6 separate regions of the Mus musculus genome follow, and all the other regions are linked to region 1. A link is a contact called in public Hi-C and HiChIP or PLAC-seq data. All regions are on one chromosome and are shown on one strand. The core of a region is the stretch at or near the end of the contact, and the rest is flanking DNA. Distances in the headings are between cores, read along the strand shown. Region 1 holds the start of Pdzd8 (PDZ domain containing 8). Region 2 has its middle 40 kb from the start of Gm41882. Region 3 holds the start of Fam204a (family with sequence similarity 204, member A). Region 4 has its middle 39 kb from the start of E330013P04Rik. Region 5 holds the start of E330013P04Rik (RIKEN cDNA E330013P04 gene). Region 6 overlaps Rab11fip2 (RAB11 family interacting protein 2 (class I)).

Region 1 (3,621 bases), core at 671-3,170:
TATTTTTCTAAGTTTGTGACAAAGACCAGATATAAGCAAACTAAAAGGAGGATTGATTTTTAGCTTATGGTTTCAGAGGTGTCAATCCATCAAGTCAGGGAGGGCGTGGCAAAGCAGAGGTAAGCTCAATCCCTCCCAACCAACAGAAATCCAGAAGAGTGTAGGAAGAGGCTGGGACCTATCCCCAAGGACACTGCCCTACTGACCCGCTTCTTCCAGCCAGGTCCTCCCTCCCTGCTTTCACAACCTTCCAATAATGCCATCATCATATTATGAACCCATAAAACATCCATTCCTTAAGCCAGTCCTCAGGCCCTAAATCATTTGGGCAAATGCCCTCAAAGACACTCCCAGACACACATTTAGGCCTCCCTAGGTGTTTCTCAGTCAATCTGGTTGATAAGATTTCATTACATTATCAATTTGCTTCCAAAGTTCTATACTTGGCTCAGCTGGGTCAGAACTCTGGTTTAAGGCTCCAATCACCCAGTCAAGACTAGAAAGGATCCCTGTACTGATGTCTCAAGAGCCAGCCTGAATCCACGAGGGTTTTAGTAGCGGAATACCTGACCTCCCTAGGACTAGACAAGTTGTGTCGGTGAGGACAGATAAAAACTGTGATGTAACAACTGAGTAGTCAGAAAGCACCAGAGGAAACACCGTTGCCAGGGAACACAAAGGCTTCTGGCTCTATTGGTACCCTCTGCAAAATCTTCCACTTTTCCCAGTCTCTGCATCTCCAACTCTCCTTTATGGAGCAACTGGGACCTGATCCCTGATCGGCTTTTTAAATTTTTATTATTTTTTATTTTCAAAACCAAAAAGCTAAGCTGAGCGGTGGCGGCATACGCCTTTAATCTCAGCACTTGGGAGGCAGAGGCAGGTGGATTTCTGAGTTCGAGGCCAGCATGGTCTACACAGTGAATTCCAGGACAGCCAGGGCTACACAGAGAAACCCTGTCTCGAAAAACAAACAAACAAACAACCCCCCCCCCCAAAAAAAACCTCCAGCATCCTCCGTGTTATTATGCCAAGTAGAAACCAAGGACTTAGGATCCCACGATGTGACCCCTAAGCAATTTCTTTACTATGCCACGGGTACCACGGGTTATTCTGTGAAATTGGTAGGCACTAAAAGTAATGGCCTGAGGGATGGACTCCGGATAATGCCCTCAGAGAGGAAAGAAGGGAGGAGGGGGGCGTGAACAATCTGAATGGAGTCGCTAAGACACCTTCCAATATGCTGGCAAATTCACTCAGCTCACCCACTCCTCCCAGACCTCAAATAAACTTCTTTCTCACTTAAATTGAAATCCCCAAGGTAGGAAAGTTAGTCCCCTTCTCGCGGTTCCGCTTGGTCCCTTCTCGGGGCCCATTCTCTGCGGATGCAGGTCTGCCGGTCTGTGCGGGCTAGCGATGGCAATCCCTGATGCAGTCTGTCCTCTGGCCGGCTCGGGCAGTGTCCCAACCGCCTGTGCTCAGGCTCTCTGCGGCGCTGCCCTGCAGGGGAGGCAGCAACACACTGAGGGATGCTGGGCGGTCGCCACAGAGGTATCCGGCAGGACCCACGGCCGCCGCGGGGGATGGGCGCGGAATAACGGACGGCCGCGCCGGGCCCCGTCAGCCCGACTTATCCAGGTCTCCTTCCGTTATCTCGCGCCCTCCGGAGACGACGGACGCACGGATCGCCGCGCCGCCGGCGGCAGGAATGCAGGGGCGTGGGGGGAGCGGCGCTGGAAGCGCGCCGAGAGGTGGGAAAGGACCCGCGTCCAAGCGCGCCGGGGCGCCCGGCGCCGGGGGCGCGCACGCTCTGACGTCACGCGCCGCTCGCCCAATGAGCGCAGGCTCTGTGGGGAGGCGCCGTTCCCGCCCTCGCCCGCCGCCGGTCCGCCGCTCGGGCCGCCCCCGGGGGAGCGTCTGAGGAGGCGCGGGGCCGCGGCGGGCTAAGGCGCCGCCAGGCAGCGTCGGACTGCGGACGCTCGGTTCGGGCCCAGGGAGCCGCTCATCCGCGACCGATGTCCTCAAGATGGAGGCGGCGGGGGCGACGGCGTGAGGAGGAGGGCGGCGCGGAGAGCGCGGGAGCAGGCCGAGGGTTGCGGCGGGGGCGGCGGGATGGGGCTGCTGCTCCTGATCCTGGCGTCGGCCGTGCTGGGCTCGTTCCTCACGCTGCTCGCACAGTTCCTGCTACTCTACCGCAGACAGCCCGAGCCGCGGGCGGACGAAGCGGCCCGCGCGGGCGACGGCTTCCGCTACCTTAAGCCGGTGCCGGGCCTGCCCCTCAGGGAGTACCTTTATGGCGGCGGCGCCGAGGAGCTCGCTGCTTGCTCCTCCGAGGCCGGCGCCAGCTCGACCCCGACCCCCGACAGCCCGGCCCCGCCGACGCTGGAGACCTGCTACTTCCTCAACGCCACCATCCTGTTCCTGTTCCGGGAGCTGCGGGACACCGCGCTCGCCCGCCGCTGGGTCACCAAGAAGATCAAGGTGGAGTTCGAGGAGCTGCTGCAGACCAAGACGGCCGGCCGCCTGCTGGAGGGGCTGAGTCTGCGCGACGTGTTCCTGGGCGACACGGTGCCCTTCATCAAGACCATCCGGCTGGTGCGGCCCGTGGTGGCCTCGGGCACCGGCGAGCCCGACGACCCCGACGGGGACGCGCTGCCCGCCACCTGCCCGGAGGAGCTGGCCTTTGAAGCGGAGGTGGAGTACAACGGCGGTTTCCACCTGGCCATCGACGTGGACCTGGTGTTTGGCAAGTCCGCCTACCTGTTCGTGAAGCTGTCTCGCGTGGTGGGGAGGCTGCGCTTCGTCCTCACCCGCGTGCCCTTCACCCACTGGTTCTTCTCCTTCGTGGAGGACCCGCTGATTGACTTCGAGGTGCGCTCCCAGTTCGAGGGGCGGCCCATGCCCCAGCTCACCTCCATCATCGTCAACCAGCTCAAGAAGATCATCAAGCGCAAGCACACCCTGCCCAGTTACAAGATCAGGTGAGAGGAGGGTCAGGGGAGCCGAGGCTACCCGGGGGAGGTTAGCCAGGGAAGGGCCAAGGCAGATTCCCAGCACGACCCTGGCCTGCAGTTTGCTTCCACCTGGACTGAGGCCCCCAAGCAAAGAAAGGCGGGTAGTGGGCACTTCCCGTGCTGCCAAGGCAGCACAGGGAGCTGGAGGCCTGAGCGCCTTGTCCCTGGCCAGTCAGTGAGTGCCTCTCCTGGGTCTGTTGAGACACACTTGTGTGTGGTTGTTGCAACCGGAAGGCAGCGGCTGTGTCTGCCTTTGCAGCATCTCCTGCACCACGTGGAAAAGTTGTTCCTGGGCACATTGCAGACCTGAAGGGCGTGCTCACATCCCGGGTGTTTCTGTGTGGCACGGGCCTTGGCAGCTCTCCGGGCAGAGGCACGGGTTGTTGTAGAGGGATGTGATTTGGAGGAGTTGAGTCCGGTGCCAGGTGGTCTTCTCTGTGAATTTGGGGTAACTGTCATCTGCCCTTGGGAAGTAGGCTCCTCACCACAAACAGACCCAGACTTCTCAGGTGTCTACTCCCGGTGGCTGTTCCTTAACCCAATACTCCAAGTCACCTTGTGGGTAATATTTTAAAGACAGTGATTTGAAGTTTTTTAAAGTTCCTCT
Region 2 (3,621 bases), core at 489-2,988, 940 kb before region 1:
GCTAAAGAGGACAGGAGATGAAGAGCAAATGACAGCGGTGTAATGAGGGTGGCTTTTTTCTCCTTTCTCTTTAATGGCTGAAGATTTACACAATTGTCTGTAAGCTTATATAGAGAGCTTACCTGAACCTTTTCCCAGCGTGGATTCGACTTGCAGGCGCTTTTGTTAACTAAACACACATAAATATTTTTAAGGAGGTTTAATAGACTTCAAAAGAAAGCCAAAAGGATAGAAAAAAGGGGAAAAGAAAATCACAAATTTAAATGTCATAAATAATATAAAATTTTGGAGAGGGCTAGTGTAATTTCTGAACAAACGGTGTTGTAAAAAAAATAGTGTTCTGAGAGATGTTCGTGTAGACAGATTTTGATTCAAATATTAAGGATGATTAATTAAAGTGAGGATTTAGAGGGAGCTGTGTTCCACATGCCACCAAAAACCTGGGATTTCTCTGATCATGTAACATCCATCAAAATACTACCTGTTCACTAACAGGGTGTGAAGAGATAGAAGGGAATTTCAATAGTAAATCTGAATGTAGGGAGCTACAATAGCTGGATGTGGGGAAATCCCATTTGTGTGTCCAGATGATAAAGTAAACCAAATAAAAATCACCATGGACGAGCCATTTAACATCACAGGCTGGAAACCTTGAAGTTGTCTTTGACTCTCCCGTCCCTTTCATCCTCTTTATCCAATCCATTACCAATCCTGCCTTTCCTTCCTTTGAAATGATTTAGGAAAGAAAAAAAAAAACTCCTCTTTTTTTTTTCCTCCCACCACCCTAAGCCATTTGTCTAGCACCTCTCAATTGAAATAGGGTAGGCTCCCACTGCTTCCTCTGCTCGTCGCCCTCCTTCCACAGTGTTATTAAAATATACCTTAATATTCCTACCCTGTAATTTGAGTTGTTAGAAAACAAACAAGCTTGTCATGTTACCGTCCCCGCTATCCCAACAACAGTCCTCACAGCATCTGAAATGATGAATCTTGGACATGAATTTGACGGAAGGTATAAGACCCATGAATTGAAAGCTGTAAAATATCAAAAGAGAGGAAATTGGAAGAGGAAAGGATGGCAAGCTGGGTCAGAGCAGAAGTTGGAGAGCCTTCTCTCCCAGGCCAGAGAGCAGGGCTCTAGGTGACATACTCTTCTTTGTTTGGTTTTCACCACTCTTTCAAGATGTTAAAAACCCCTCATAGCTCAGGGGAAAATAAAAGGAAGCTACATTTTGCCTGTGAATGGTAGCTTGCTGGATTCCAATTAGAGGACTAGTATTGTTAAGGTAGAGTCTTCCCAAACTGACCCTTAAATTTGACTTGAGGCAAGCAAAGCTGGGTATGGCTTGGCAAGCCTGTCACCCCAGCACTCACCAGCACACAGGAGGCTGACGAAGAAGGATCAAAAGTTCAATGCTATCCTGGGCTATGTTAAAGAAGAGCCTAACAGGGTTTTTTTTTTAAGACATTGATATATTAACTTTAACATTCATAAGGAAAAGCAAAGGACCTTAAATACTGAGAAGGATTGCCCAGCCTTTTGCCAATGCAGCACGACATTGTTATTTTTAAACTTTATGTTCAAGGGCTGCCTGACTGATTTACTAAAATTGGGGAAAAAAAATCTCATGATGTTTTAAGTGAGTCTATGCTTTTGTATCAGGTATATTTACAACTATCATCACTCACACGTAGGCTATTAGACATGCCTACTAGAGCAATCTTGAAAAACATTGGTCAGAATTAGGGGACTCCCACTTCCTGATTTTACAACTTTCCACGGAGCTATAATAAGACAGTGATACACTTAAGTAAAAATCAGTCAAGCACAAAATAGAGAACCGAGAAGTAGACTCACAGTTATGTGCTCAGTTGATTTTGATCAATATTTTTGAGCAGAGTGATACAAGGGAGGAAAGGGGGGCTTTTCAAGGAATGAAACTAAATACGGATTTTTGTTTGAAAAAACATCTCTGACTTCTTTGCTTCTATGACACTCACATCTTTCAGAGTTTCTCCTCCTAAAGTAACTGGAAGCTTTGTCCCAGGCTTGACCTGAGGTCTCTCTCAGCCCTGCCTTCTAGGGTTTCATGACTTCTTCTTGCCATTCTCCATAGTAAGCTTTACTGGATGTTACTCTTCACCTGACTTGGGTAAGTGTTAGTGTAGCCTGTAGCTTCCTCACCTGTGAGACCATGAAGGAGCTGCTAGGAGACATGGGAATTCCTACAGAACCAGGAGAATGGAACCTGGCAGACAATAGATTTGTAAGCTCTTTTGCTCCCTCTCTGCTTCTTTTTCATCTTTGGACCTATTATTTTTTCATGTTGCCTATACCCAGCCACGTTCCTGTCCCAATAAGAGATAGCTGCCAACGGAATATGGCCCAGAGTCATCACAGGAAGTCTCAATTGGGGATTGCCCAGATTAAATTGGCCTATGGCTATTTCTGTGAAGAATTGTCTTGGTTAATGATTGAGGTGAGAAGGACTGGCCAACTGTGGGTAGTACCATACCTAAGCAGGTTGTCCTGAACTGCATTTTTAAAAAAAATGCAGAGCAGAGAACCAAAGGGCAAGCCAGCAAATAGCATTCCTCCTAGATTCCTACTTCAGTTCTTGGGTCCAGTTCCTGCTTTGATCCTGCCTTGAGCTCCTGTCCTGGCTTCTCTCACTGATGGAGTGTGACTTGGACTAAGTAATCATGAACAAAATTATTATTGATGTAACACCTATAACCAAAGGTAAAGTGTGCTGTTATCGTGCTAAACTTTGTACAGAGAGCAGTACATATCAGAGAAAGGATAAGAATTCATCTGTGAAAGATTTATTGAGCACCAACTATATACCTGCATGGAAGATGGAAATGAGGGTTTGATACTAGTAATAAGAGCTAGGGCACAAATAAACACCAAACAAATGAAGTCATTCCAGATAGTGTCAAAAGCACTGACTGTAGGCAAACAGGAAGACAGGCTGGAGAGTGTCTGGACTTGGTGTGTTCTCTGACAGAAGGAGCGGACATTAAAGCTACTTATTTCACAGATTTCTACAAGATTACCTCTGTGGAGGGCGATTTTATTGCCTTCTTTGTACATTTCTGTTGTTTATCTTAAAAAAAACTTGGACATATTCTACTTCCCTACTCAAAGGAAAATTATAAATACAAAACTTTATTCTGAGAGTCACCAAATCCAGATTGTGTTGACCCTCCAAATAAAGATACCATAGAGATTTAAAATTCTAATGATAGACTACTATGTATGACTTTTTTATATTCATGGATTCTGATGTCTGGTGGATAAGGTAGGATTTTTCTAAGTCATGTAGAGATATACCTAGCACCTAGCTTCTGCTCTGTAAGCATTTGATAAATTAATAAACTGATTGATGAGATGAAATGATGTCTAATTCAGTTTAAGCAAACAATTTTGGGGAAAATTATCCCATGTAACTTGTTTTCTAGGCGTCATGGAGTGGATATAGTGAGCATGAGTTGTCTGAAGCTCAGGTTAAACTCTATGTCTTGTTCGTCTCCTCTTCTCTTATCTGTGTTTTAAGTGTTTGTGCTAGTGAGCATGAATTATACACAGCAGCTGGTTTCATTACGGCATTTTACCTG
Region 3 (3,621 bases), core at 742-3,241, 880 kb before region 1:
CTAGCAGTTGTTATGGAATAAATATAGTTTTCCCCCAAATCCATGTAGAAGCCTTAATCCATCACATAGTTATATCTGGAGATGGGATCTCTAAGTGAGTAACCAAAGTAAAATCAAAAGAATGTGTCTCTGACCTGGTCCCATTAGTATCCTTATGAGGGCTTCAGAGCACTCTCCTAAACTGTGTTTCAACTAGGTCATGTGAGCACACTGAGCTAGTAGCTGCTTACAAGCCAAGAGAAAAGACCATGTGCCAGACATTGCAGAATCCAGAGCTGGAGAAATGCATTGATTAAGATACCCAGTCTGTGGTATTTTGTTATAGCAACTCACAGCAAACTGACACAGCAATTACCTGCTCAATGCTGATAGTTATGCTTTTCCCTAGAATCAGGGAATGCTTGAAAGGAATCCTCCGTCATGCAAACTTATCAAATCATGATTCTAGAACACTACATCATAAACTTGCATATCTTCCAGAAGTTATTGGACAATGCATGGGTATAATGTATGTTTAAATATTAGGATTAAATATGTAATAATGATTAATCCATTCACATTATTGAATAGAGGCAAGAATTTTGTACATCACAATATTTTAAAAGGTTCTTGTTCATAATGTGAATAAGTGAAAATTACTGTAAGTTAAGCCATGTGTGCATTAAGTTTGGCCTACAACCAACTCCTTCCTTTGAAAAACTAAATAGCTTGAACTGCAGCTTCACTTAAGAGTATGTTAGTATTCTTATAACGTGTTGCTGAGTCTTAGTCAGTCATAGTAGTTGACTTTTAGCCAGTCAGTATGACAGCTGATCACACCATGTTTTTATAAGGTAAATACTAAGATATGACCAACCACAGTATTATATGTTTCTTTTTACCTTTTTTTAATTTACAAAGATTGCTTGCTCACTGATGGAACACTCTGAACTTTGACTGGGCCAGAGTCTATTCATGAAACAACTGTTTGTTCAAATCAATTCTGCAAAGTTTAATTTTTCATAAGTTTTTTTAAACTTGTTCAAGGCTTTGTATTTTGTATGTGCATGTGCCATATATGTGTTCTAATGCATGTGCATTAGGTCAGAAGACAACTCGAAAGTGTAGTTCCTTAGGGGTTGCCCACCTGTCTTTTGTGGTCACTGGCCTAGAGCTTGCCTCGTAGGCTAGTCTGCCTGTCTGCATCCACAGTGCTGGCTGCCATGCCTGGCTTTTAAAATACGGATTCTGAGGGTGGAATGAACTTAGGTTCTTACTGAGCTATCTCTCAGCCCTGTAGTTTCTTATATAACCATCACAAGAAAATAGAAACATAATCTGAGTACAGAACAGTACTTCAGAAAATGGAAGCATTTCTGAAGTGGTCCTACTTCATCCCCGTATCATCGCCTGGATTTACTGTTTTCACATGGTGAAAATTTCTGCTCTTTTCCTCATTTACACGCCGGTAAACCCCTCATCAGGACCTATACACTATGCCAGCCTGGTAAATCAACTTCTGAGTAGGGGGTGCTTAGCTGGATTTGATTCGGTCAACCAGACTGGAAAGTCCCTGGAGAACTGGAATCCGGTTGAGAATTGCATGAGGCCTGGAACACAGTGGACACTCAAATATACGCAAAAAGATAGGAAAGGCTGGGGAGAGGGGTGGCGAGGAAGCGAAGGAAGCAAAGCCTTCCTTGAAGAGATCATCTACAGTTCTCCATTGAACTCAGGTGGGCATCGAAGTCAGCATTTTCTTTAGCCAAGTTCACCAGCACAGGAAAGGAGCGAGGAAAGGACAAAACTTTAAAAAAAAATCGCTTGGTTAAAGTGAGGAAAAGGAGAAAAACAAACAAACAAACAAACAAACAAACAAACAAACAAAAAACAAAAACAAAACCTCAACAGGCTCCTCTTAGCAGAGGCGTTTAGGCAAGCCAGGCTGTTCCCTGGGCGACCATAGAGCCAGAACGGCCGCAGCCGATTGGCTGATCCGCCCGAGCCAATCAGAAGACACGATGTTGGCGGGGTTCTAAGATGGCCGCCGAGCCGCTGTTTCCTCCCTGGTAAGTTCGGCTTCGCGAGGCGCGACTTGGCGGCAGGATTCGCGGCGGCCTGTCGGGCTGTGTTCCGAGGCAGGGAGGGCGGCGCAGGAGTCGGGGCGGCTCGTCCTCGCAGATCTGCCGAAGCGGGCTTGGAAAACCCTGGGTTCGGGCGGGCGCCGCTGGGCTCCGGGGGCGTCGTGAGGTAGCCGTCCGGTCCCGGGCCAGCGAGGAGCGCGAAAGCCCACACAGCAACTGCGGCTGACCAGAGCGAGGTTCGCGGCTCGCCGCTCCGCCGGCGTCCCGATGCGAGTTCTGACGCGGCTGGAGAGCTGAAGGTGGTGCGGCCTCGCACCGGGTGAGTGCCGCCGAGTTCCAGGTTGTCCGTGCGGGAAGGGGTGTGCCTTTCAGAGCCACCCTCTCAGTCTTGAACTTTGTAAGTACTTGTACAGTGGCATGGATTGCGTGGTTTAAAATCTTTCCACACAAGTTAGAGAGGGTCCCGGGGGAAAGTGGGTTCCAAGCCTTGGCTGTAAACATTGTTTTAATTCAAACTCACCTATCCTTAAGATTAAAAATACAAAAAATAAATAACTTATTTGAAGTATATCTGAACTGAGGCCCCTGACTCCCCTCGGGTTTTCTGTGTCGTTTTAAGAAAAAGGAACACATTTTCTAACAATAAATAAGACATTTACATTAATGTTGATAATCTTAAGCCTAAAAGTGTGTCAGTTAACTAGTTCCAAAGTTCAGGAACTATTTATTATGCTCTTATAGGTTAGAGGATGGCGGTTATAATTATTTTACAAATAGGATTAAATTTAGATGTTTGTGATTATTTAAAATCGAATACATAAGACAGCCACTTGATGGAAATGCAGCTTAAATTCTGGCATAGTAGAGACAGAAAATTTGTTGGATGCGCAGATTTTATCCTTTGGGTATTGCTTGTAACCAGTTTTGTGGTCTAGAAATACATTTCTCAAATCTCTAAATGTGACTCTCAGTGTGTTACTTAGTATAATATCTCCCCTTTTTCATATGCAAAAAGTGCAGAAAAAATTATTAGTAAAATTTGCCTAGATTTGACCTGTCTCCCAAATCTTTGTCTCCAAGAATTCGCCACCAACTTTGCCCTCTAAAAGTTCATAATTTAAAGCTGTCAGGCGTAACTGGATCACAATGATTTTGGCCAGTTGTAGAAAGAGTTGCTGTTAGTTTCTAATGTGTGTTGTGATGAAGATTAGTGCCTGCCTCTTGGTTTGTGTGTGGTGTGTGACAGGTCTGCCTTCTTTTTCTCCTGCTGCTTGTCTGTCTTTTGTTGTAACTTGGTTTCCTGCCCCTTTTCAGTGGACCCTGTGCAGAGCCTCTGAAAACTGATCATCTAGTGAGGTAGAGGAGAGAAGCTGCGTTTATATTGATCAAAGAGTAAAGCAGCTCTGGTCATTTAGGACTCTGAGGCCATTAAGATCATAAACATTTTAAAGGTGTGTGTGAGACCATCGCACTGGTATTTGACCATACCTTCGTTTTAAAGCTTAGAAAGAACGAAAACCCAGGCAAATACAATGGCCTGCTCAGGATGGAAGTCATC
Region 4 (3,621 bases), core at 715-3,214, 840 kb before region 1:
GCTCAAGGAGAGCTACTTGTTAGTTCTGTAGGTTATATCCCAAGCACATAGAAAACACAGAAAGAAGCCTTTGAATGCTAGGTGGGAGCAAAAACAGGGGAGCCAGAACCTAAGTTCCTAGCTCTGATATAGAACTGACTTTCTTCCCTCACAGGTTACTTTCTGGAGTAAGAATATGGAATTTGGTATGTGTCTTCTACCTTTTGGATATTTGGGTTTCTGGAAGCATTTTCATAGCTCAGTATGCATATATTTGCAGCTGTGGCTCTCCTCATCTTATGATGATGTACATGAGACTGACATTGAGAAATATACCAGATATAGGCAAAGGAAGGAATGGACAACCCCTTGCCTGCCTCTATCTCTATTGTAATCAGCTACTAAAAGTGTCAGAGAGTGGGCTCAGCCCAAAGTTCACACCTTTTCAGTTCTTGGCACATTTTCAGGTCACCTTTTAGTAAGGCTTAGATTTGTAAATAACTGATTCCCATGTATAGACCCTGTTGGTGGCAGAACCAGTGTTGCATTGACAGGCTGTTAGGTAGGCATGTTGCCATTTCTCTTTTTTTTTTTCTATCACAGATCTGATTTTATTGCCAAGGCAGCTTAAAATATAGAATCTCCTAGCCTATGACTATTGGATACTATCATTCAATATATGATAATAGTCCATGTTAGATATATGAACTGTTGAGGCAAATCAAGCTCCCTGAACTTAAGGAAACATTGAATGCATTCTTTTCCTGTGGTTTTGAAAATGAAAGGCTCTTGTTTTGAAGCTAAAAAATGAAGTGTGTAGGAGAGGGAGGCAGCCCCCAGAAGCCAGAAGGGAGGGAGGGATCTTTTTACAATGCATTCATTATACTATCTTCTTGGTAGTCCCAAGTCTTCAATCCTTCATTAGGTAGATTTTTCAAGCAATGGCTTGAGTTTGTGCTCTGGAGCAGATGAGATGCCATACTGGGCAGCTGATCAGAGGGGTAAGAGGCCTGCTGATTTCTTACTTGGAGAAGCAGCCTCAGTCAGACAAGAGTCAATCCTTTAGACAAGGACTGTGGACAGGGGTGCTCAGGCTCCACATGGTATAGACCTATCGTTGCACTTGGGGTCAAGTCAGGTCAAAACAGTGCAAGTTGAAGCTATGTCAAAGACTAAGCTTGGGAGTCAGATTTCCTAAATGTGGTGTTAATGCAGAGGCAGCATCTCAGCATACTGTTGATGTGGACTAATGTCATTGTGTGTGTGTGAGCAGTGTGTGGGCAGGCATGTATGTGTGGATTCTACATATAACATACCTGCTAACACAATAATACCTGCTGTATTACTTATACTACCTTGTTTTTTTGTTTTGTTTTGGGGTTTTTCTTTTTGTTTTGTTTTGTTTTACTGGATCTCTCTATTGTCTGGAACTTCTCAATTAGGCTAATCTTGCTGGAGGAATCTGCCTGTCTTTGCCTTTCCCCCCTTGGGATCTCATTGTTTGTTATTCATTCATTTATTGTGTGTGGATATGGGTGTGAGTCTGTGGGTATTTGTGGGCCACAGCACATGTGTAGGGGTCAGAGGGCAACTTACGGGAGTCAGGGCTGTTGGAGCAGAATCTGTGTTTTGAAGATCAAACTCAGATCTTCATACTTGCAAATACTGGCTGATCCATCTCCCTTCAGCCTAAAGCCTAACTTTAAACATATAATTGCCAGAGTATGGCCTAATGGTGGACCCCTAACTCTGCTTGTGGGAAAAATAATTCCATTAAGGATGCTCCTATTTTGATCATGGACTGATATTTTTTCCAGTGGGTTTATTAGGATTTTGATACATTTTCAAGAATTAGTTCAATAAAGCGTATCTGTTCTCTTTCTACTCCAGGCCAGGTTTTCCCACCTGCTTTCACCTCAGTTTTGTGTCTCTTGAGACTAGACTCACCACAAGGAACAGATGGGAGTGGCTGTTGCTCTTTTCACTCAAGTGTGGCTAACAGCATTTCCTTTTCAGCTAAGCTCTCTGTACATCCACAGAGCTCTTCTTCCCAGCTCTGAGGCATGAGCTCTTCAAAAGGAAATTTCTGGTCAAGAAGCAAGGAAAGGTCTTTCAAGAGTGGGTAGCCACCTGGAAGCTAATCAGATCTGACTTGTGCCTTTGAGGGAAAAGGCTGCCTTCACGGAGGCCTCCTGGGCTCATAATCATGTTTGGATCACAGCATTGCAGTGGGTCTTAGTATCTTGGAAAATCAGCATTAAGTGTTAGCTGGTTGTTCTTATCCTCCATAGCATTCCCTGAGTATCTGGAGTATAGAGTATTGGTAGCTTGTCTCTTGCTGTCTATGTGAGCCTCTAAGAATGGCTCTGTCCACTAACCACAAAGTTCTTGACCTCTTGGGGTTACTTGTGGGAATATGTAGAGAGTACCCAGTCATATCCCCTGATGTTTTGAGGGTCCTAGAAGAAAAGAACTGATAGAATGAATAGGTTAGGGTTAGGGTACGAAAAAGAGTTTATTAGATAAGGAGTGTTGTCTTAGGGTTTCATTGCTGTGAAGAGGTACCATGACCACAGAAACTCTTTACAAGGGAAACCTTTTAACTGGGGATAGCTTACAGTTTCAGAGGTTTAGTCCATTATCATCACAGGAGGGAGCATGACAGCATGTAGGCAGACATGGTGCTGGAAAAGGAACTGAAAGTTCTATATCTTCATCAGCAGGCAGTAAGGAGAGACTGTCCCACTGGGCGTGGCTTGAGCATATATGAGACCTCAAAACCTGCCTCCACAGTGACACAGTTCTTCCAGCAAGATCACACCTACTCCCAACAAGGCTATACCTCCTAGTACCAATCTCTATGGGCCAAACATTCAAACATATGAGTCTATGGGGGTCATACCTATTCAAACTGCCACAGTTAGGTAACCTAACAATAGCTGTCTGTACACTGGAAAGGCTGAGAAACTCAAGGCTGGATTCTCTGTAGTCCCCAGTCTGTTGCTGAAGGCCTGAAGGATTCCTGGAGAGCCTTCCATCCACATTGGAACAGCAAAAGCTAGGCTCTCACATCAGCTAACATTGGCAGCAGCAATGGCAGCAACAACAGGACAGGCATGCACTCAGCAAGAAATGAAGGTAGGCATGCCAGAAAGTCCGGCTTTTTCCTCAGACTTTTTTATATCTGTACTGCCTAGAAGGTGTCATCCATTCTAGGAGAGGATCCTCCTCTCTCAACCCCTCTTTGAAATGACCTCACAGACCCATCCAGAGGAATGTGTCTTAGTTGATTCCAGATAAAACAAGCTGGCACTCATTATTAACTATTGCAGCCTGGATCAGATTACGTAGGCCTTCCAAGTAATGAGATGTTACAGGAAATATTAAAAAGAATGGCATATTCCTGTACTATACCGGGCTACTCTCTCCCCCACCAACCCCGCTACCTCCACGGCTAGCCCCATGCAGCGACCTATGGAAGTCTTCCCAGCTTCGGTTCTCTTGCATCAGGGCCTCTTGTCTCTTCCTCAACCATCTACCTCCAGCAGCTAGTTGTCACAAATCCCCTTAACCCAGAAAATCAAAACTCTTGAAGTTTAATCAGTCAGATTTACATGTCAATAAATTCTCAATTCACAAGAT
Region 5 (3,621 bases), core at 598-3,097, 800 kb before region 1:
CTTTATGTTCTCCGGAGCACAGAACCTCCCTGAGATTGTCTTGTGTTATCTCAGCAACATCTCTCTAACGTGGACAGGAGGGAGACTTAAGGCGTCTGAAAGAACCGAGTGATTTCCTCTGGCCTGGAGTGAACATCCCGGCAACCAAAGACAGCTTTAGCAGAACGGCTCATTCCTACTTGGCCTGTGACGGAATAGGATATTAATGTTATTTATTTTTAGTTCCAGATCTGTATTTTAAGGTGTTTTATTGGTTTATGGGAAAATGGGTTTGCGTGAGCTGAGCTATGGTATAGGACTTGATGTATATAAAGCATGTATGAAAAAGCTTAGAAAATAGCATGGGCCAGATGTTAGAATATTGCAAGTTTTTGTTTTCTTTCTTTTCATGGTACAAACAAGGTTTTTGATGAATCATGGTACTGCCAAAAAAAAAAAAATCTAGAAAAAAATTCCTTTCAATTTTACCCACTGAGCCATCAACCAACCAGCCCTCCCTTTAAATTTTAACATGGAACAACATTTGGGAAATTGAATATTTAACATTGAGAAAAGCGGACATCTTTGAATTTCACTTGGTAGACATTTTAGCAGGCATGCCACAGTAGAAACACAAACCCACAGTTTTTATTTATTTTTATGAGCCAGTATTTTTTTTATTCTTTCAGTTTCCAGATAGTGGATTCAAAAATTTCAAACAGTATTCAAAAGGAGATAATGATTCTTAGAATTTTTTGACACAGGGGCTTCACTTGAGTAATAATCGGATACCCTACATCGACACTCTTCACAGACTTTGCTAAATATGAGCACTGGAGATGTCTCAAGTCGATCAGTGTTTCCATGGAAATAGATAACCCTTAGATAAGGCCTGAGAAACAGGGTTTGAGATGCTGTGAACCCCAGTCCCAGCACAGGAGAGAGATCAGAGTTCCGAAGACAAATGTGTATTTCTGTAGGATGAGTGTTTTCTCCGAAAGCATTAAGGGCGAGGACAATACTATCGTAGGGTTTTTAATCTTGGAAATAAGAGAGTAAATTACTTTGTACCTTATGCTTTTCAAGAGTGGTTAACCCAGCTTTGGAAGCAATGCTTCCTATTCCTAAAGGCAATAAGAACACTAGCTTAGAAAACTTGTGAATTACGGCTTCCCTGGCTGTGAGTTCCTAAGCTATTTATCTTAATTTTAGTTATCTTCTCTCATTCCAGTACTGCACTACATCCACACACATTTAATGATGTTTGTGAAATTCATAGCTAACTGTCTTGTATCACTTGGGGCTGCCTGGACATTACTTTTTGCTAATACTTTCTGCAAGAAGAACTCTCAAAGTCTGCACTCTACTTTGGACTTTTAACAAGAATAAACCTACAGAGCTGTATTTCTATCACTCCTTTCTGACTAAATCAATATTTGACTGGAATAGCCCCCATGAAAAGTCTGATTATTGAATATTGTGAAATCCACATCACTGTCCACAGCCGAGAGCAGTCCTCCTGCCCGTGGGTAAGAATTAAGATGTCGCAGGCAGGAATCAACACAGGATACTGGATTAAGTGAAGCTTTTTTCCCCCGTGTGTTAGAGCAAGTTTTATGAGTTAGAGAAGTCGCTGCCAGGCCGTGGTTTCTACACACAGGAGTAGTCTCTGCTGGGAAAAAGGGTTACAAAAGTCACCCGGCTTACCTTGCTTGTCACCACAACTCTGCAGGCGCGAGTGTCTCCAGTCCCACAACAGTTTAACTCACATGGATCCAGGAAGAAACCATTTCTCTGACCGATTACATCTTGGTTGCTCCCAAGGATACAGGGCTTTTGGGAAACACTGTGCATGCGTTCTTCGGTGGTTCCTCTCAATTTAAAGGCTGAAAGATGGGCAAGTGTCCAGTGGCTGCCCGACGACCGGGACAGGAATTCGCAACAGTAAGGCTTGTTCAGAAAGGGTTTCCCGTGACACAGCACAGTTTCACAGCAGCCACTAGATGGCGCATGAGAACCACTTGTGTCAGGCACCAACGCAAATGATCAGGTCTGTTCACAGCGAACCAAAAAAGTCCGAAAACAATCCTTCCCAAACTACTTTTCTAATAGGTTATTATCACCATCTCAGTGTTTACACGAAACCTAAATGGTCTTGATTTGTTTGGTGACTGTAGGGGAATCCTCCACAGAATATCCCGGTCAGATTGTAAACGTGGCATTTTAAATCTTTATTAAGTCAGAAAAGGGAATTGAGACAGACAGGAGCAACTAAATCTACCTATTTAGTACTGAACTTCAACAAAAGTTTTCTAAGTGTCTACTGGGTGGGAATGTTACTTAAGCTTCTTAAATGGTAAAAGAACATTCTATTACCCGGAAGAAAAATAAAAACCAAAATAACAACAACAAAAACAAAACAAACAAACAAACAAAAAAACCCAAAGTACCAGCAGCAAAAACGGTACCATCAATTTCACATTGTACAGAATGTCAAAGATATGTTAGACCTACACATAGCTCTGGGACTTCAGTAGTTGAATTTAAATTTTTTTTTCTATTTATTTATTTGAACGTGTGTGAGCTCATGTCCTACTGTGAAGGTCAGAGGGCAACTTGAAGGAGTCTGCTTCTCTTTCCACCATGTAAGTCTTGGGGATTGACATCATGTCCTGAGGTTTGGTGGCAAGTGTGTTTACAGTGAGCCAGCCATCTTGCCAGTTCATCATTTCTTGATGTAGAACAAATATGAATGTCAGGGACAAAAACCAAAGCAAAACCAAACCAAACCACAACTGCAACAACAAACCCCCTATAATCTCAGGACTTAGCTTATAATTTTTTTCCCTCTTAGAGCCAAGGATAACTCTCTTTGCCTTAGTAAATGTAAACTCCTATACAGAAAATACTGAAAGAGACAAAGTTACAGTGGAAGCAGTTTTTGTTTTTCTTTTGTGTTTGTTGTCATCAAATATAAAATTATGACACTTCTAAACCCACCTTCTGATAAACATTAATAGTAACAGATCTTATAGAAATATTCAGAGGGGAAAATCCTCAAGAAAACATCTTCAAGTTGATTTTGAAAGTTCTGAAGATGACTCAAAAGTCTCTGAAATATGTTTACTAGAAAGTCAGTGGCTTAAAACAAACAAACTAGGGGCAGCTTTTCTCTTTCACCCTCCTTAAAGTAGGTGTGATATTTCTTCTGAGGCAACCTGGAGCCCAGAGTAAAGACTGCTCTCATTTTTAGATCACTGGTTGTTTGTTTGAACTGAAGAATTAGTTGCATTTCAAAATAAGGACATGCCTAATGAAATGATTAAAACACACAGAGCATTAAATTATAAGCAGATGGGAGAGAAGTGGGTAGGGGGGTGGCCTTGCTGGGGACCTGAGTCCAGGGGAGCTGGCAGCTTTGGGGATTCCTATAGCAGACAGTTGCTTAAGCAACAGAGAGCAGAAAAACTACCTTGGAAGGCAAATCTCTCTCTCTCTCTCTCTCTCTCTCTCTCTCTCTCTTTCTCTCTTTCTCTCTCTCTCTCTCTCTCTCTCTCTCTCTCTCTCTCTCTCTCTCTCTCTCAGATATCTATGCAACAAGGCCCCTGAGGGGATAGCCATTATTAATACATAGAAGGACTT
Region 6 (3,621 bases), core at 460-2,959, 580 kb before region 1:
GTGCTGATGTGGATTCTGAGCTGTGTAGTTAGAGGGAAATTCTTCAGAAGAACAGACTATGGATGCCTCAGTTACTTTAAACACCACCAGTGAAGCATGCTTTTCATTTGTGGCCTCTTGCCTAAAGCTGCCTATTCTAGATCATCTTGCTCCTCTGTTGACTTTACAATGTCAGACTTTTGGCCACAGAGGAGACTGCATTGGGGACATCCTAGCCAGGGTTCTTCATTCAACTCTCTGCCAATTTCACATTTGAGAGCTGACATTCCCAGTTGCAAAGACTTGGTTATTTCCTGTGTAACTTGGATATTACTGTCTCTAGTTTTGATTCAGAAAACTCCCAGTCAAGCATTTTCTTACAGTCCTGTTGTATTCTGGTAGGTATATCCAACTAGTAGCCATAGGTCACATAGGCCGAGGACAGCAGTGAGTGTGGCCCGACACAAACCTATAAAGGTAAAAAGCTCTTGAGTTGTTTCTAACAGACTGTGTGGTTCTTGAGCATGGCCTTAGTAGATGGCTTTGTGTTCCAGTGTGAAAAGCTTGAATGTACCTGCAAAGGTTAAAATCTAATGAGTTTCTAACATTGCATGACCTGTCTCAGTATGGCTCCTGCAGGCCATCAAGCTGAATATGTTTCTGAATTTTAGCTTTGGAATCATTTCCATTATTTCTTTTCAGTGGTGTTTTAAGTGAGAATATATCCCACTCTCAAACCTCCATTCCTAGCCTTACTGAAGCTTTATACAAGCTTGAGAAATCATACAGAAAATCTGATCATCTAAACTTTAAGAAGACCAAACAATGGCTATTTAAATGGTATTAGTTTCTTCATCAGAAAGATATTAAAATGTAAAACAAGTATATAAAACAAATTAAGACATTATTCACCACATAATTAACACTTAGCTACTTATTAATAATTATATAATAACATCGATATAATTCATCACTAAACAGTAGGTTCAAGGATACCTATGTCAAATGTTCAGACCATAATTTTACTAGAAATGGGTTAAATGAATACAGTAACAGTTTTTTTTTATTTATTTTATATGTCACCGTTGGATATTTAGACAATCTGGCTACAGTAGTTACTGCCATGAATACATAATACATAAATACACTGCTGCAATTCAAAAGGAAAAGCTTTACCATCAATAAAGGAGAGCAGTACCAAGTGATGGGTCAGACAGCCCAGATAGGAATGCCCTAGGCACAAAACCCAGAGGCCTGGAAAGGAGGCCTGCACAAAAGCCAATGAGGGCCATACAAATAAGAAGCAAGGTGATTCCCACAATGAAAGACTTACAGGAGTTAGAAAAGAGCAAAATCTGGAAAAGCCAGAAAAACCTTTTTATGTGCATAGTCATTATAATGGTAAGATGAAGACACTTTAAATGCACAAATCTTTAAAGTTACTGAAATTTGCATTCTATGTTCAAAGAAGCCAGAGTATTCAAGTGTTGGAAAATAAATTTGTAAGAACTGTTACTGTGTCCATACTAGCTTGCTAGATTTGATTAAAAACACATAGTCCCTATTCTTGAGAACAAACCTTAAACAGACAAGGAAACACTAGCTTATGATAAAACAAACAAACAAACAAAAAAACAAAAAACCCCCTAAAGCTAAAATCTCAAACCTCTCCTTCAAGACTAACACACTAAATCTGATTCAGAAACCACAGACCTAACATTGTTCTAGAAAACAAAACACCCACAGAAGATGAAAGAGTCCCAGCATGCACACCTGTGCATGATGTATGTGTGTGTGTGTGTGTGTGTGTGTGTGTGTGTGAGTGCTCATGTACCCGCACACATGGGTCCTAAAGGTCAACACTGGGTATCTTCCTCAATCTCCACTTTTATTTTTGAGATAAGATCTCTCACTGAATTGGCTAGACTGGCTTGCCCTCAAGTCCTGGGGATCTGTATCTGCTCCCAAGTGCTGAGCTCATAGGTGTGCATGCTGGGACTCTTTCATCTTCTGTAGGTGTGCTGGGGATCTGAACCCAGTCCCTCATACTTGCATGGCAAATACTTTACCACCTGAACTATCTCCCTGGGCCAGGATTTATCTTAAATTTGACAAGACCCAGCATTTTTTTAAAAAAACTGTTTTGTTTTCTATGCATGCACACACACATCATGACATTGACTTCCACGTGTATGCACACACACTTGGGAGATGTCATTAGACTTGTTCCTTTTCTTCTTTTTCCATTCCTTGGTCACTGTCTCACTCAAAGGCTGAAGAATACATAGAAGTGTTTCTCAAAGGGTGCTCCCTTCTCCCAACCCTCAGCATCAAACCAACAGCACCAAAGCAGCTTATGTTCACAGTCTAACTGGCTATCCTAGTTATAACTAACTACTTATCCCCAGTCTCAGTCACCCCCTGCCCATTTACCCCCACAGGCACTCCATGTTAGCTCCAGACTATTGTGTGGTTTAGCCTCTTGTCTCAGAATTGGATTACAGGCATAGGCCAAAATATTCAGCCTTCTAATGTTTTCTGGTCCTGCTAGGGAATGAATCCCAGAACTTCCCACAGATTAGTTAAATATTCTGTCATGGAGATATACCCCAGTTACTGACTGTACCTATTCATACAACAATTTTCCTTAAATAATTCTTCCCCTTTAAGAGCAGCCAGTGCTCCTAACTAGTGAGCCATCTTTCCTGTCCCTTACCACATTCATTTCAAAATTAAAGAAAAACCCTGGACATCTTACTGTAATACCAGCTATCAGAGACACATCATACCACAAGACACCTTAAAATGCTCTGGAAGCCCAAGTACATTCACCTTTGCAGCAAGACAGCAAGTCACACCGCAGCAGCAGTAGCAGCAGCAGTGGGAAGCTATGAGCTCGCATCTGAACCACTAGCACAGCGCAGAGAAAGTGAAATGGAGTAGGGTGAGGCTTTAAGCTTTGAAATCCTGCCCCCAGTTACATACTTACTCCAATAAGGCCTCACCACCGGAACTCCCCCCAAATAATGTCATCAACCAAAGACTAAGTATTTAAGTATCTTAGCCGATGGGATATATTCTCACTTAAAACACCACTGAAAAGAAATAATGGAAATGATTCCAAAGCTAAAATTCAGAAAGGTCCTAGTTCTCCAATATTGGGATGGGACCTAAAATAAATGACCTGTTACCAAGACAGAGTAGTGTATGCTCTATAGAAGTACAGGAAATTTGCCATGCAAAGGTAGGGAGAGGAGAAATTTAGTATATTGAAACTGTGGAAAGGCTTCCTCAAGGCAAATGTCTCTGTCCTTGAATTTGACCACTGAACATAGACTTTGCAAGTTTGGAAATTAGTTCATAAAACCTCTGTGTTAGTAAACCGTAATAAAGGTCATAGAGGAAGTGGTTAGAGAGCCATGTGTGCTGTTAGAGAGCCATATATGCTGGTACACACCTGATATTCTAGCACTCAAGAAGCTGAGGCACAAAGATATGATGAGTTCAAGGTCAGCCTGCTACCAAACGAGACCTTGTCTCAAAAACAACAAAACAAGTAAAGCAAATAGGAGAAGGGTTATTTGATAGGTTCCAAAGGAATAATTTCCAAATAATGGTTTGATAATTAAATTATTAGTTGTT

What was found. Hi-C and Micro-C count contacts between places; a contact is called where the count stands out from the background. HiChIP or PLAC-seq counts read pairs in DNA pulled down with a chosen protein or histone mark.
Region 2: a contact with region 1 is called in a Hi-C map of B cells, with 11 read pairs. The contact joins the enhancer-like site here to the promoter of Pdzd8 in region 1. A contact is called at or near these places in 5 of 39 promoter capture datasets (the 3T3-L1 cell line, cranial neural crest, embryonic stem cells and 2 more), 1 of 484 Hi-C or Micro-C datasets (B cells) and 13 of 115 datasets of contacts at active chromatin or transcription factors (the 230-238 cell line, astrocytes, bone marrow-derived macrophages and 9 more).
Region 3: a contact with region 1 is called in an H3K4me3 HiChIP or PLAC-seq map of bone marrow-derived macrophages, with 5 times the contacts expected there. The contact joins the promoter of Fam204a here to the promoter of Pdzd8 in region 1. A contact is called at or near these places in 14 of 39 promoter capture datasets (the 3T3-L1 cell line, 3T3-L1-derived adipocytes, the C10 cell line and 10 more), 10 of 484 Hi-C or Micro-C datasets (CD4 T cells, CD8 T cells, the HL-1 cell line and 4 more), 24 of 115 datasets of contacts at active chromatin or transcription factors (the 230-238 cell line, the NIH/3T3 cell line, the SCID.adh cell line and 17 more) and 2 of 9 other capture datasets (embryonic stem cells and liver).
Region 4: a contact with region 1 is called in an H3K4me3 HiChIP or PLAC-seq map of the 230-238 cell line, with 13 times the contacts expected there. The contact joins the enhancer-like site here to the promoter of Pdzd8 in region 1. A contact is called at or near these places in 2 of 39 promoter capture datasets (cranial neural crest and liver), 14 of 115 datasets of contacts at active chromatin or transcription factors (the 230-238 cell line, the SCID.adh cell line, T-cell acute lymphoblastic leukemia and 9 more) and 1 of 9 other capture datasets (liver).
Region 5: a contact with region 1 is called in an H3K4me3 HiChIP or PLAC-seq map of the 230-238 cell line, with 19 times the contacts expected there. The contact joins the promoter of E330013P04Rik here to the promoter of Pdzd8 in region 1. A contact is called at or near these places in 5 of 39 promoter capture datasets (the SN4741 cell line, cranial neural crest, maxillary cranial neural crest and 2 more), 1 of 15 datasets of contacts at CTCF or cohesin (large pre-B cells), 1 of 484 Hi-C or Micro-C datasets (adipose-derived mesenchymal stem cells), 14 of 115 datasets of contacts at active chromatin or transcription factors (the 230-238 cell line, the NIH/3T3 cell line, differentiating embryonic stem cells and 9 more) and 2 of 9 other capture datasets (adipose tissue and embryonic stem cells).
Region 6: an H3K27ac HiChIP or PLAC-seq map of thymic regulatory T cells shows a contact between it and region 1, with 5 times the contacts expected there. The contact joins the enhancer-like site here to the promoter of Pdzd8 in region 1. A contact is called at or near these places in 2 of 39 promoter capture datasets (hippocampal neurons and liver), 1 of 484 Hi-C or Micro-C datasets (olfactory sensory neurons) and 1 of 115 datasets of contacts at active chromatin or transcription factors (thymic regulatory T cells).

Annotation. Positions count from the first base shown.
Region 1 is chr19:59,344,079-59,347,699 of GRCm38.p6, reverse strand. Pdzd8 (PDZ domain containing 8) reads left to right here and starts at 1,920. Exons shown (of 5, transcript NM_001033222.3): 1 at 1,920-2,981. The coding sequence starts at 2,113.
Region 2 is chr19:60,283,273-60,286,893 of GRCm38.p6, reverse strand. No RefSeq gene overlaps it. Among named protein-coding and RNA genes, the nearest start is that of Gm41882, 40 kb to the left of the region's middle. Within about 2 kb of position 1,738, at least 18 of the 459 cell types and tissues checked have an H3K27ac peak or open chromatin away from gene starts, as enhancers often do. A contact at or near this core is called in the 230-238 cell line and B cells, where this site is marked.
Region 3 is chr19:60,225,071-60,228,691 of GRCm38.p6, reverse strand. Fam204a (family with sequence similarity 204, member A) reads left to right here and starts at 1,991. Exons shown (of 8, transcript NM_001358273.1): 1 at 1,991-2,048.
Region 4 is chr19:60,181,439-60,185,059 of GRCm38.p6, reverse strand. No RefSeq gene overlaps it. Among named protein-coding and RNA genes, the nearest start is that of E330013P04Rik, 39 kb to the right of the region's middle. Within about 2 kb of position 1,964, at least 60 of the 459 cell types and tissues checked have an H3K27ac peak or open chromatin away from gene starts, as enhancers often do. A contact at or near this core is called in the 230-238 cell line, the SCID.adh cell line, T-cell acute lymphoblastic leukemia and 3 more, where this site is marked.
Region 5 is chr19:60,142,901-60,146,521 of GRCm38.p6, reverse strand. E330013P04Rik (RIKEN cDNA E330013P04 gene) reads right to left here and starts at 1,847. Exons shown (of 5, transcript NR_026942.1): 1 at 1,687-1,847.
Region 6 is chr19:59,924,434-59,928,054 of GRCm38.p6, reverse strand. The region is part of intron 3 of Rab11fip2 (RAB11 family interacting protein 2 (class I)); the gene reads left to right. Among named protein-coding and RNA genes, the nearest start is that of Rab11fip2, 17 kb to the left of the region's middle. Within about 2 kb of position 1,709, at least 4 of the 459 cell types and tissues checked have an H3K27ac peak or open chromatin away from gene starts, as enhancers often do. A contact at or near this core is called in thymic regulatory T cells, where this site is marked.